4 separate regions of the Mus musculus genome follow, and all the other regions are linked to region 3. A link is a contact called in public capture Hi-C and promoter capture Hi-C data. All regions are on one chromosome and are shown on one strand. The core of a region is the stretch at or near the end of the contact, and the rest is flanking DNA. Distances in the headings are between cores, read along the strand shown.

Region 1 (2,804 bases), core at 279-2,778, 690 kb before region 3:
GGAGGTCAAAACCCTGGAAGGAGGACCAAGGCTCAAACTGTAAAGCGTTTGGGAACCACTGAAGGCCACAGGGAGAGCTTGTGGTGTCAGGAATAGAGAGCGCCTAAGGTCACACCCACCCAATCAGAGGCTCACTGGACTCTGGGCCACCCACCAGCATGCCACTCCCATAGGCCCAGTGGAACCTCCCCTCCCAGGTCACACCCTTCCAAGGAGGCTAAACAGACACTCTGTTCCCACCCAGGGAGTGGCTTCCAGGAACAGACCTCCTGGGAAGTGGACCCTGTGGCAGGTAGCAGACCAAAGCTCCTTTCTCTTAACAAAGCTTTCTTGGCATTACTTTTTCTACCTGGAAAACAGGGGTGTTCTCTAACACCCAACTCACCCATCTCACAAGATAAGGGATGAAACAAGACCAGGCATACACGGTGCGCTCGCTCGCTCGCGCTCTCTCGCTCGCGCTCTCTCGCTCGCGCTCTCTCGTTAAACATTTACCAGCACCAAGATTTTGTGAAAGGCAGCAGGAGACAGAAGCACTCTGGGACAGAGCTCCGGAGCTGGAATCCCAGCTGCTCACCTTACTTCATTAGCTGACCTGGGGCAAATCACTTAGCTTCTTAATAACAGCTTTGGCTCCAGTGATGCTGTACTGCGCGCTAAATGAGTACATACACAGAGCTTTAACGCGGAGAGGGAAGCCCAGCCTATCATCAGTGTTTTATCAGTGTGTGGCCTTCATTATCAGTGGGAAGGGGCTCCCCTTCTCCTCCCACCACACACACCAGGACACACTTTCGAAGGCTCTGTTAGATGTCCCTGGTCCCCCTCCTCACCGCACGTGCCCCACTTGAGTTTTTAGTTTCTGGCCCTCCCAGAACATCTTCACCCGTCAGATTTTTATCTTCGTACCTTCTACCTAAGGGCTGTCTCAGACACCCCCCCAAAACCTAAAACTCAAGCACCTCCTCCTCCTCCTCCGGTTGAGGCTTTTAAATCTTTGACCGGGCAGCCGCCCACTTCTCTAGGTTGTGACCTCCAGCCCTGACAGACACACCCTCTTCTTAAGTTACTCTGAGCGCCCCCTTTTATGAGACCCGTTCCGAGCCCCTCCTATGCGCCCCCACTTAGTATTCCAAACTTTGCACAAATTTCAAACCCGGCCACGCCCCCTCCACCGGTCTAACCACTGGTCGCGACAGTCCCCTCCCCTTTCCCTCATTTTTGGGCCCGCGACCCTTTTCCACGCGACCCTCCCCTCCAAGAGTGAACTTTGACCCGACCGGCCCCGCCCCCTTCCGAATAACCGCTCTCCCACGGCGCGTGCCCAGACCCACCCGCCCCCAGCCACAAACCCCTTGCACGGTAACCCCCTAACCTACCGGCTTGGCGCCGCGGTCGCTCGCGGCCTAGCTGCCTGGCCCAGAACTCTGTGCCCGCGTACCGCCCTCAGCGGTCTCGCGCCGCCGCCGCCGCGGCTACTGCCGCCGCCATGTTGAATCCCCAATGAACATCCGGGGCCTCCCCTACTCCTCGCCGCCCACTAGTCCCCATGGCAACGGAGCTGACCGGGTGATGGGCGGGGCCTACTCGGAGGCGGGGCAGCGAGCCGGGCAGGGTTCCCTAAAACCACTGATTGGTGCGAGTGGCCCAATCGGAGACCGCTAGGTGGAGAATGAAGAGCAGAGATTGGGAAGTTTTGAAAAGGTGCGGGATCGTTGACTCCCCGCCCACTCCGCCTCTTAAAGGGGAAATAACGACTTTCGCGTGGCAGAGTCCCACGGGCTCCCAAAAAAGTAAAGTGGAATACGAGAACATAAAGGCCAGAAACAGTTCTTAAGCACTTATTATGCCTTTGTTAGCACGCGACTAGTTCTGCTGTAAACTGTTAACACAACCCTGTTGTTGTAACACCCATTTTACAGGTAAACAAGCTAATAGGATGCTAGTTGGTTTATGACTACTGAAAGCAAGTTTTGAATGAAGCTCTGTCCGAATCTGGAAATCTGACACTATTTGATCTTAATCTTTTAAATAAGTTTTTTTTTTTTTAAGTCAGTCAATCACGAGTGTGTGAGATGCATCAGTGGATAGAAGGCGCTTGTTGCCGAGCCTGAAGTTTGATCTCCTGGACCCACACGGTAGAACTGATTCCCAGGAGTTGATCTGTAGCCTCCACAAGAGAGCCATAGACATAAAATAGAGGGATAAGTGTAATTAAGTGTTTTTAAATTAATCAAAATGGAAAACACAGCGGAAACAAAGCCCATAAACTAATACACCCTTCCACCTATGGGTTCATTAGGTCTTACTGAAAAATTTAAAAATGCTTTCTCATCAAGGATTTTGAGGGTTTTATTTGTTTATTTGGGTATCAGACACTGAACTTAGGGCTTTTATACAGGACAGGCAAGCAGTAGTACTAGGGAAGTCCCCGGCCCTAGAGAATTCTAGGCAAATGCTTTCCCCAGCTGAGCCCCTTGGGAGACTGAGGCTACAGGTTTTCCCAAACAGGCTTTCTCTGGTTCTTTTCACGGGCTTTTTCTTCTGTCTGGAAGATTCTCTTCTTTAAGCATCCTCCTGACTCCCAGGGTTCCTTTGGGTTTTTCCTCAAACATTATGTTCTCTAAGGGGCAAAATGTCCTACCTTGTGCTATTAAATCCTTTGCCAGCTTCTGGCAAAGCTTCCTTTCCTTTGCCGCCTGTGGTTTTGTGTTTGGCTGGCTGGTTTTGGTTTCGTGAGACAGGGTCTCAGGACGTAGCCCAGGCTGACCTTGAACTATGCTTTTTGCTCGTAGCCAGAGCCT
Region 2 (2,700 bases), core at 160-2,659, 850 kb before region 3:
AGTTCACTGTTGTCACCTAGGTTGGCCTCAGACTTGGCAATCCTGACTGCTGGAAGATATCTATATCTATCAATGTATATTATGTATTATGTTATATAATTAATAAACATTGCAATTATATTTAAATTGGGGGCTGGAGAGATGGCTCAGCAGTTAAGAGCACTGACTGCTCTTTCAGAGGTCCTGAGTTCAATTCCCAGCAACCACATGGTGGCTCACAGCCACCTATAATAAGATCTGATGCCCTCTTCTGGTGTGTTTGAAGACAGCTACAGTATACTCACATAAATAAAATAAATTTTAAAAATTTAAAAATTAAAAAAAAATTATATTTGAATTGTATAGATTTAATTAAATATATTTAGTTATATATTTATAATTATATTATATACACATATATAATAGTATATAGATGTATATATAAACATACATATTACATATATATACTTATTACATATACATACTTATTACACACACATGTATTACACACACATATATATATACATATAATAAGCTGTAACTGTTTGGGCCTTTTCTATGCCTACCCTTGCTCCCAAATAACACAGAGACCATTATATTTATTTAATAGCTTTGGCCTTAAGCTAGGCGTGTTCCCAAATAGCTTGTAACTCAATTATTCCATTTATACTAATCTAAGTTCTGCTATGTGACTTGTTACCTCTCCTCGGTTTCATACAGTCCATTTCCTCCATGTCTACCACGATTGATTCTTTTCCAGAGTTGCTTTCTCTGTCCAGAAGTCCCACCTTGCTCTTCTGCCTTTTGCTATAGGCCATAGGCTTTTTATTTTAACCTATCAGAGGACACCTGAGGTAGGCAAGGAAGGACAGAGACACATCTTGACACAGTATACAAAAACATCACTCCAACAATAGGCCACCATTTTCATGGTAGCATTTATTAATTTTTGAGACAGGGTTTCTCTATGTAGCCTGTCACTGCTCTAGAGGCAGTGGGACCTGGGAGAATGGAGTTAGTAGAATGGTTGAATTTAGCAGTGGGTGACAGCAAACTTTAATCCCAGCACTTGGGAGACAGAGACGGGCTGATCTTTGAGTTCAACGCCAGCCTGGTCTATAAGAGAGGACCTATACAGAGAGACCCTGTCTTGAAAAAACAAGAAAATAAAGAATAAACGTGTTTTCCACAGTACCAGACTTATTTCCTCTTTTTAGGCATCTCTATCTGGGAGATAGGTGAAGTTTTTTTCTCTTCACAGCAATCCCAGACCAGAGTTGCAAATTTAACTAGGGCCACAGTGAGGCAGTATTCGAACCCCCATCTTAGTGACTGAAAAGCCTCACAGGTTCTGACAGATGCAGGGAAGGAAGGAAGGGGAGGAGCCCTTTGTGACAGTTGTCCTAGGCTAGGCATAAACAGGATGTGGTGTTAGAGGAAAGCTTCCCCCTTTCATAGCCCATCCCTCTCAGCCTGGGGTCCCCACCCCTAGAAGACAGAGGAACTGAGAAGAGGCCTAAGGACAGAAAAACATGGTCAGAGGGCCTGGGTGACAAGGAAGGGTGAGGGGGCCGAGTTCAGGGTGACCTGGATGGAGGTCAGATGGGGGATGAAGGTCACAGGCAGGAAGGGAAGGGACCCAGTCTTGACAAAGCTTGGTCGTAGAGGTAGAGGCCTCAGGCAAGCAGATGCTTAGGTCTTTTGGAGTAATCCAAGGGAATCCTCCAGGAAGGTGGTACCTGGCCCCTGTGTGTCCCTCGGAGCTGAACTGTGTGTCTTAGTAACTGCCTCCCTATCCAGGTGTTTGCCAAAGGCCACTCATCTAGGCTAGTTTCAGCGTCTTCATTGACTTACGAAGATACTTGGGTCAGGAAAGGGGCCAGGTTAGAAGCTAAGCCGGCTCAGCTCTTCCCTGTCCCATTGGCAGTCGGACTCCCTGGTGGTGTGTGAAGTGGACCCGGAGCTAAAGGAAACATTGAGGAAATTTCGTTTCCGAAAAGAGACCAACAATGCCGCCATCATAAGTCAGTGACCTCTGCCCTCTCAAGGGTGGCACGGGGGGGGGGGCTGTCGGGGGGGGGGGAACAGCAAGGCAGGGAAGTCTGGGCTGGTGTCCCCTGGAATGGCGAGGGGTCTGTAATCTGTGTTCTATCCCTCCCCAGTGAAAGTGGACAAAGACCGGCAGATGGTGGTGCTGGAGGATGAACTCCAGGTGAGGGGCTGGGATTCTGGACATTCCAAATACAGGAAGATGTCTGGGGACAAAGTTGGGAGGGTGCGCCAGGGTTGGATCAGCTACCTCATAAACAGGGCACCGTGACACATGCTTTTCTAATGCTGGCACTCTAAGGGTGCAGAGAGAGGGACCAGGATTCAAGGTCATTCTTGGCTACAGTGTTAAGTTGGAGGCTAGCCTGGACTACACAAGACCCTGTATCAAAAAGCCAAATAAGGCTGGGTGTGGTGGCACTGACTTTTAATACCCCAATGCAAGAGATAGAAGCAGGCAGATTTCTCTGTGTGCTTGAGGCCAGCCTGGTCTACAGAGTGAGTTCGAGGGCAAAAAAAAGCCAGGTGCTTCAGTTAGGGTCACTATTGCTGTGATGAACCACTACGACCAAAAGCAAGTTAGGAAGAGAAGGGTTTATTTGGCTTACATAGCCTGAATCACAATCCACTGAGGAAAGTCAGGGCAGGAACTCAAACGTGACTGGCACCTGG
Region 3 (2,803 bases), core at 66-2,565:
CTCAATAGCTGAGATTCATGTGCGGGGTCCTTAGGCTTAGCACCAAGCCTCTTTACCAAGGGAGCCATCTCGCTCACCCAGGCTGTTGTCTGTCTGTCTATCTATCTATCTATCATTATCTATCTATCTGGGCAGGGTCCACAGCTCAGCTTGTCCTGGACTCTGAAGCTCACTCTGTAGCCTACCCTCACCTTGAATTCCTGAATCTCCCGCCTCCGCCTCCTAAGCACCCAAGTCACATGCTGTTGACACACTCAGTAAACAATGTGTACTGGGAGTGTTGGTATTCTGTCTGGACTCCACCCCCACAGTTACCTGGCAGCAGCCAGGTATGCTCCTCCCCATAGTTACCTGGCAACAGCCAGGTAGACCTGGCCCATTATAAAAGGGGCTGCTTGGCCCCTCCTCCCTTTCTTTCTCTCCTACTCTTGCCTCTCTTCCCTCTTGCCTCCTTGTTCCCCCTCTCTCCCCATTCCTTTACCCCCTCTCTCCACGTGGCCATGGCCGGCCTCTACTTCTCTACTCTCTCCTTCTCTCTGCCTTTCTCTGCCTCTTAACTCTCTTCCCCATGCCCTGAATAAACTCTATTCCATGGTATACCGTCAGTGTGGCTGGTCTCTCAGGGGGAAGGGATGCCTTGGCATGGGCCCGCCGAGACATCCCCTTCCTCACACCCCCCAGAACATGTTCTTGTACAGCTTTATCTCTTTTTATGATCGCAACAGGAACAAGTGAATAAATGGAAATAAGTGGATGGAAAAGTGCGTGAATGAGCGGGGTAAACTAAAAGATGATTCAAGCACTGGCTTAACACTCCTGGGGTCCGTTTCCGATCACCTTCTGGGAGCAGGGGTGAGAAAGAAAAAGTTGAGTGTGGTGGCTCAGGTCTGGAATCGCATCACTTAGAAGGTGGAGACAGGAGGTTTAGGAGTTTAAGGCCAGACTAATAGGTCCCTCTTAAAAAGAGAAACTTCAGTGGGATCCCCCTCCCGTACAGCTAGGCCTGGCGCCCTTGCAACACCCTTCGCTGCCGCCAGAGGGAGCACAGGACGGACCCTAGAGCGTGTCCTGGGACCCCGCCCGGAGATGCCTGCCCTGGGGCACTCTAAGATGGGCACCCCGCCCCCACCCATCTGAACCCCCGCAGGACCCCGGGCTTGAAGGCTGCACATTAGCCAGCTTGCCTCTGCAGGAAGGGAAACTGAGGCCCGGCGATCGGGGAGGGGCGGGTCCCAGAGCACGAGCCCCCGCCCCCGGTGGCCCCGCCCCGGCCATTAAGATCCCGGAGCGCGAGGCAGGGCGCAAAGTAGGGGCAGCGGGTGACGGTACGATGGCTGCGCAGCGGCTGGGCAAGCGCGTGCTGAGCAAGCTGCAGTCCCCGTCGCGGGCCCGCGGCCCGGGGGGCAGCCCCAGCGGGCTGCAGAAGCGGCACGCGCGAGTCACGGTCAAGTACGACCGACGGGAGCTGCAGCGACGGCTGGACGTGGAGAAGTGGATCGACGGATGCTTGGAGGAGCTGTACCGCGGCAGGGTGAGACTCAGAGGGGCCGGGGCTGAGGGACGGAGGTAGCCTAAGACCCTGCAACCCTGCGACCTCGGTGACCCTAGTACTTGCTCGCTGGTGCACCGACTGCGGCCTTTGCTAGGATTCATGGCCCGAGGCGCTGGTCTCGGTGCTTAGAGGCATCCAGCTCGCGGACACTCAGACATGCACCCAGGATCCCCAGACATGTGTGCGTCCAATCAACCCAGACAACTGGGAAGGGCTGGGGATGAGATGGGGGGTGGCGGGCAGAGCCAACATATTGAGAGAACGGATAGGGACAGGGGATGTCCTTAAGCCAAACATAGACATGGGTGACAAGGGAGATAGGACAGCAGAGACTCTCAGCAGAGGAAACAACAATTTTCACAGATGACGGAAGTCACAGCCACTCAGACATAGCACCAAAGTGAGCCACACACAAACTCACAGGAACACAAGTGGATTAAGTTAAGGGACAACATGGCCTGCCATGGAATACTGACATGCACGCACAACACAACCCCCCTGGGCGCCAAGTGAAGAGATACAGCTGGGCACAGATACACATCAGTTCCAGCTGGGGTGCTCCAAGCTCCAATAGCTATCCAGGGACACAGAGTGACTCAAGTTACATGGGCCATTATCTGCTGCCAAAAAAGAAAAGTATGGCTGTCTACAAACAGAGTGGCAGATGTTAAAGTTCTGTGTGCATGTGCACGCGCGCACGCACGCATGCACACACACACACACACACACACACACGTCTGTGGAAATTACACACGGAACTGGTAAAAGTGTCCCAGGAACACAGAACACTAGAAACCAAGGTAGGCAGGGCCGCTAACGCTTGTGACCTCAGCACTTGAGAGGTGAAGGCTGGAGGGTTAGGGGTTCAAGGACGACCTTGGATAAGGAGACCCTGTCTGAAAAGTCTAAAACAAACCTGGCATGGTGCACCTCACACCTTTTAGACTCAGCATTGAGGAGGCAGAGGCAGAGAGATCTCTGTGAGTTCGAGGCCAGCCAGTTCTACAGAGTGGGTTCCAAGTCATCCAGGGATACACAGAAAGACCCTATCTTAAAAAAAAGAAAAAGAAAAAAAAAGATAAATAAAGATAGTCCCTACAGCTTGCCATGTCTGACCTGGGACAGCCACACTAGAGAGGCAGCCACACTGGCTACACTCTCTCAAGGCAAGTAGGCCCCTCAGTCTCGGGCCCAGCACACTTAGATGCCAGAGATCCCTTCTCCCACACAGGACAGCACCCTCATTGCCCA
Region 4 (2,854 bases), core at 304-2,803, 570 kb after region 3:
AGACATGTGGGAAGTTGTTTTGCTGAGAACAGACACGTGGTGTTTTTCTGGAAGCTACTTGGAAAGAAGGCATGTGATGTTTTGTTAGCAGATGCTTGAGAGAACATGTGATGTTTGAAAAGGGTATAAGTATAACCCAACAGACATAGGTGTTGGGTGACAGTGGGTCATCTTGCTATTCTTTGCTAGTCACCGTTTGTTGTGATTTCGTAGAGAGAAACACACCAAAGAACTTCCGGTGGCATTCCAGTGGCTTCTTGCTGCTTCTGTGGACTCTGGCCAATTTGGAAGAGCCTTGAGGTTTCTTCTGGATGGACGCAAGCCACTGCTATGGCTGATTCGTGAATATTGCTTACAAGTGAGTCGAGCTACCACTGCTGATTCCTGTGAATTGAACTGCCTGCTGCTATCCTGACAACAAAGACTGGGATTGCCCCAAAGAACTATTTCTAAACAGCCCACATCCTCCTCTGCCCTATTAACCTTTCCTTTCCACTGCCTCTGGTGGGTGGTAGGCTAGAAGGGAGGTTAAAGCATTTAAGCACACTTAAGTTGGTTTTGAAAAATACAAGCTTACTGGAAAAAAAAATATATATATATATATGAATGAGAGAGACAGAGTCTTTCTGTGTAACCCTGAGTATCCTAGACTTTGTTCTATAGACCAGACTGGCCTCAAATTCAGAGATTCACCTAACTCTGCCTCTGGGAGGAAAAAATACTTTTGTTTTTTCAAGACAGAGTTTCTCTGTATTGCCCTGGCTCTCCTAGAACTTGCTCTGTAGACCAGACTGGCCTTGAATTTAGAGATCTGCTGGCCTCTGCCTCCCAAGTGTTAGGATCAAAGGAGTGTGTCAGCCCTGCCTGGCTGAAAAAAAGAAAAAAACACTTTTAATTAGAGGCTTGCAGACAGTTTCAGAGGGTGAGTCTGTGGTCAACATGGTAGGAAATATGGCATCAGGCAGGCTCTGCCCTAGAGCAAGTAGGTGAGAACTCACATCTGATTCTAAGGCCTCACTTGGGCTTGAACCCTCAAAGCCCACCTACAGAGGTACACCCCTGCAACAAGGCCACATCTCCTAACTGAGAACCAACATCCAAATATATGAGCCTGTGGGGGCCATTCTCCTTCAAACCAATGAAGTGGAAACTTAAGGGTTCTTTGAAAGTCGTTTGGAAGTGGATACAGGTGAAAGATAACACAGATCATCATGAGCAACTAGTCAATTATTCCAGAAATATGTAGTGACCCTTCACAAACAAACTACAGTGGCTGAATCTCTGTTGAGCAACCCCACATGTGGTATAAAATCTCATTACCACAGGTATAAATCACCTCACAAATATTGCGATTGGGGGGAGAGAGGGAGGAAAGAGGAGCGGTTTGGAAGGAGAGAGGGGGAAGGGAGGGGAGAGGTGGAAGGGAAAGAGGGAGGGGTGAGAGAGAAGGTGGAGGGGAGGGAGGGGGGGGCAGGCATTGGCCCCAGCCATTGGACTACATTTCCCAGAGCCACCGGGAGCAGAACGCCGTTTCCGTTTCCTGGCGAGAGTTCGGGGTACTTGCGTCACGAGAGGGTTGTGTCTGGAGGATCTCCTAAGCATCCCATAGAGCAGGCTGCCTGTAGTGGAGCCCGGCGCAGGAGGCGGGACCCTGAGCTTCCCTCGGAGGTGAGCGTGCTGAGGAACGTCTGGAGGACGTGTCTGTGGCATTAGGTGGCGGTGTCTCCCGTGTATACGCCACAAGCCTGTGCTTTTGGAGCCTGTTGCGACCCTTGGTTTGTGGTTGGCGTGCTGTGTGTGAATGAGTTGTGACACACAAGGGTGTGTGTGATTGTTGCTTATCTCACTAGAGATGTTTCTGGGACTGATGGTGTCGGCCCACGTGTATGGTGGAGAAACGGTGCTGTTATAGCGAGGTATTTAGATGTTTATGTCACTCTGAGGTTGTTGATGTACCTGGTATCCTGTGCATAACTGGCTTGCCTCGGAAGACATGTGTGATAGTGTCACTGAGATTACGATTGCTTGTTTCCGTCGCCTGTGACTTTTATAGTGTTCTCCCATTTGGGTGACTGTGTGAGTGCGTGTGTATGAATGTATGCGTGTGTGTTTATGTGTGTACGTGTGTGTATGTGTGTGACTGTAGGATGCTGTGTGCTGTACTCATGATTGTAAAGAAAGTAGAAGTTCACCCTTGTAAAAGAATGTCGCTGACAGTATTTGTCCCTGACAGAATGTTTGGTTATTGTACATGCTTGGGTCCTATATACGAGTTAGTGCTCCAACGGTGTAGCTCTGACAGTGTAAATTGTGACACTAGCAATGTGACTGTGGAAATTTTCTTGTTTCTACCTGTGATCCTTCCCTGATGTGGTAGGGTACAACGGTGAAATTTTGTTGGAATTCATGGGGGGTCCCCACCATGAATCTACCAAAGGATCCTGAGTTGCTTGTGACTTTGTCTCTCCCCAATTACTCCCAGAATGTAAAGACTTAACCCCTCTGTGGGGACGGAGGAAGAGGTTGTCTCTAATTCAGAGTATATGGCAAGAACAACATAGCATCTCATTTAACTTTTTTATTCTCAAAGTACAACACAGAAGAGGAAAAATGGCCATTGTCCATCTAGAAGGGAAGTTTGAGGTAAGCAGATATTTGTCTCCTCAACAGCCTTTATCATGTCAGAAAACGATCTTTGTTTTACTTTATTGTTGTTTTTGTGACTGTCTCCTACCCAAGTCTTCTCTTATAATGGAGGAACAAGGCAATTTATTTATTCCTATTTACTTATTTTTGAGGCAGGTCTCTGCCTGGTTTGAACCTCTTTATGTAGTACACACTGGCCTTGAAATCA

Evidence for each region. Promoter capture Hi-C pulls out the DNA fragments that hold promoters and counts their contacts. Capture Hi-C pulls out chosen DNA fragments and counts their contacts.
Region 1: a promoter capture Hi-C map of liver shows a contact between it and region 3, with 1.9 times the contacts expected there. The contact joins the promoter of Pak4 here to the promoter of Ppp1r14a in region 3. A contact is called at or near these places in 4 of 39 promoter capture datasets (the C10 cell line, cranial neural crest, liver and 1 more) and 1 of 115 datasets of contacts at active chromatin or transcription factors (pancreatic cancer cells).
Region 2: a promoter capture Hi-C map of liver shows a contact between it and region 3, with 2.1 times the contacts expected there. The contact joins the promoter of Gmfg here to the promoter of Ppp1r14a in region 3. A contact is called at or near these places in 2 of 39 promoter capture datasets (both in liver) and 1 of 115 datasets of contacts at active chromatin or transcription factors (pancreatic cancer cells).
Region 4: a capture Hi-C map of embryonic stem cells shows a contact between it and region 3, with 2.7 times the contacts expected there. The contact joins the promoter of Zfp420 here to the promoter of Ppp1r14a in region 3. A contact is called at or near these places in 2 of 39 promoter capture datasets (cranial neural crest and embryonic stem cells), 1 of 115 datasets of contacts at active chromatin or transcription factors (acute myeloid leukemia) and 1 of 9 other capture datasets (embryonic stem cells).

Annotation. Positions count from the first base shown.
Region 1 is chr7:28,596,656-28,599,459 of GRCm38.p6, forward strand. Pak4 (p21 (RAC1) activated kinase 4) reads right to left here and starts at 1,529. Exons shown (of 10, transcript NM_027470.3): 1 at 1,380-1,529.
Region 2 is chr7:28,439,528-28,442,227 of GRCm38.p6, forward strand. Gmfg (glia maturation factor, gamma) reads left to right here and starts at 1,410. Exons shown (of 7, transcript NM_001039192.2): 1 at 1,410-1,514; 2 at 1,907-2,003; 3 at 2,142-2,191. The coding sequence starts at 1,512.
Region 3 is chr7:29,288,005-29,290,807 of GRCm38.p6, forward strand. It overlaps Ppp1r14a (protein phosphatase 1, regulatory inhibitor subunit 14A), which reads left to right and starts at 1,316. Exons shown (of 4, transcript NM_026731.3): 1 at 1,316-1,531. The coding sequence starts at 1,331. It overlaps Gm45977 (a long non-coding RNA gene), which reads right to left and starts at 295. Exons shown (of 4, transcript XR_003946629.1): 1 at 192-295.
Region 4 is chr7:29,858,426-29,861,279 of GRCm38.p6, forward strand. Zfp420 (zinc finger protein 420) reads left to right here and starts at 1,554. Exons shown (of 4, transcript NM_172740.2): 1 at 1,554-1,668; 2 at 2,591-2,643.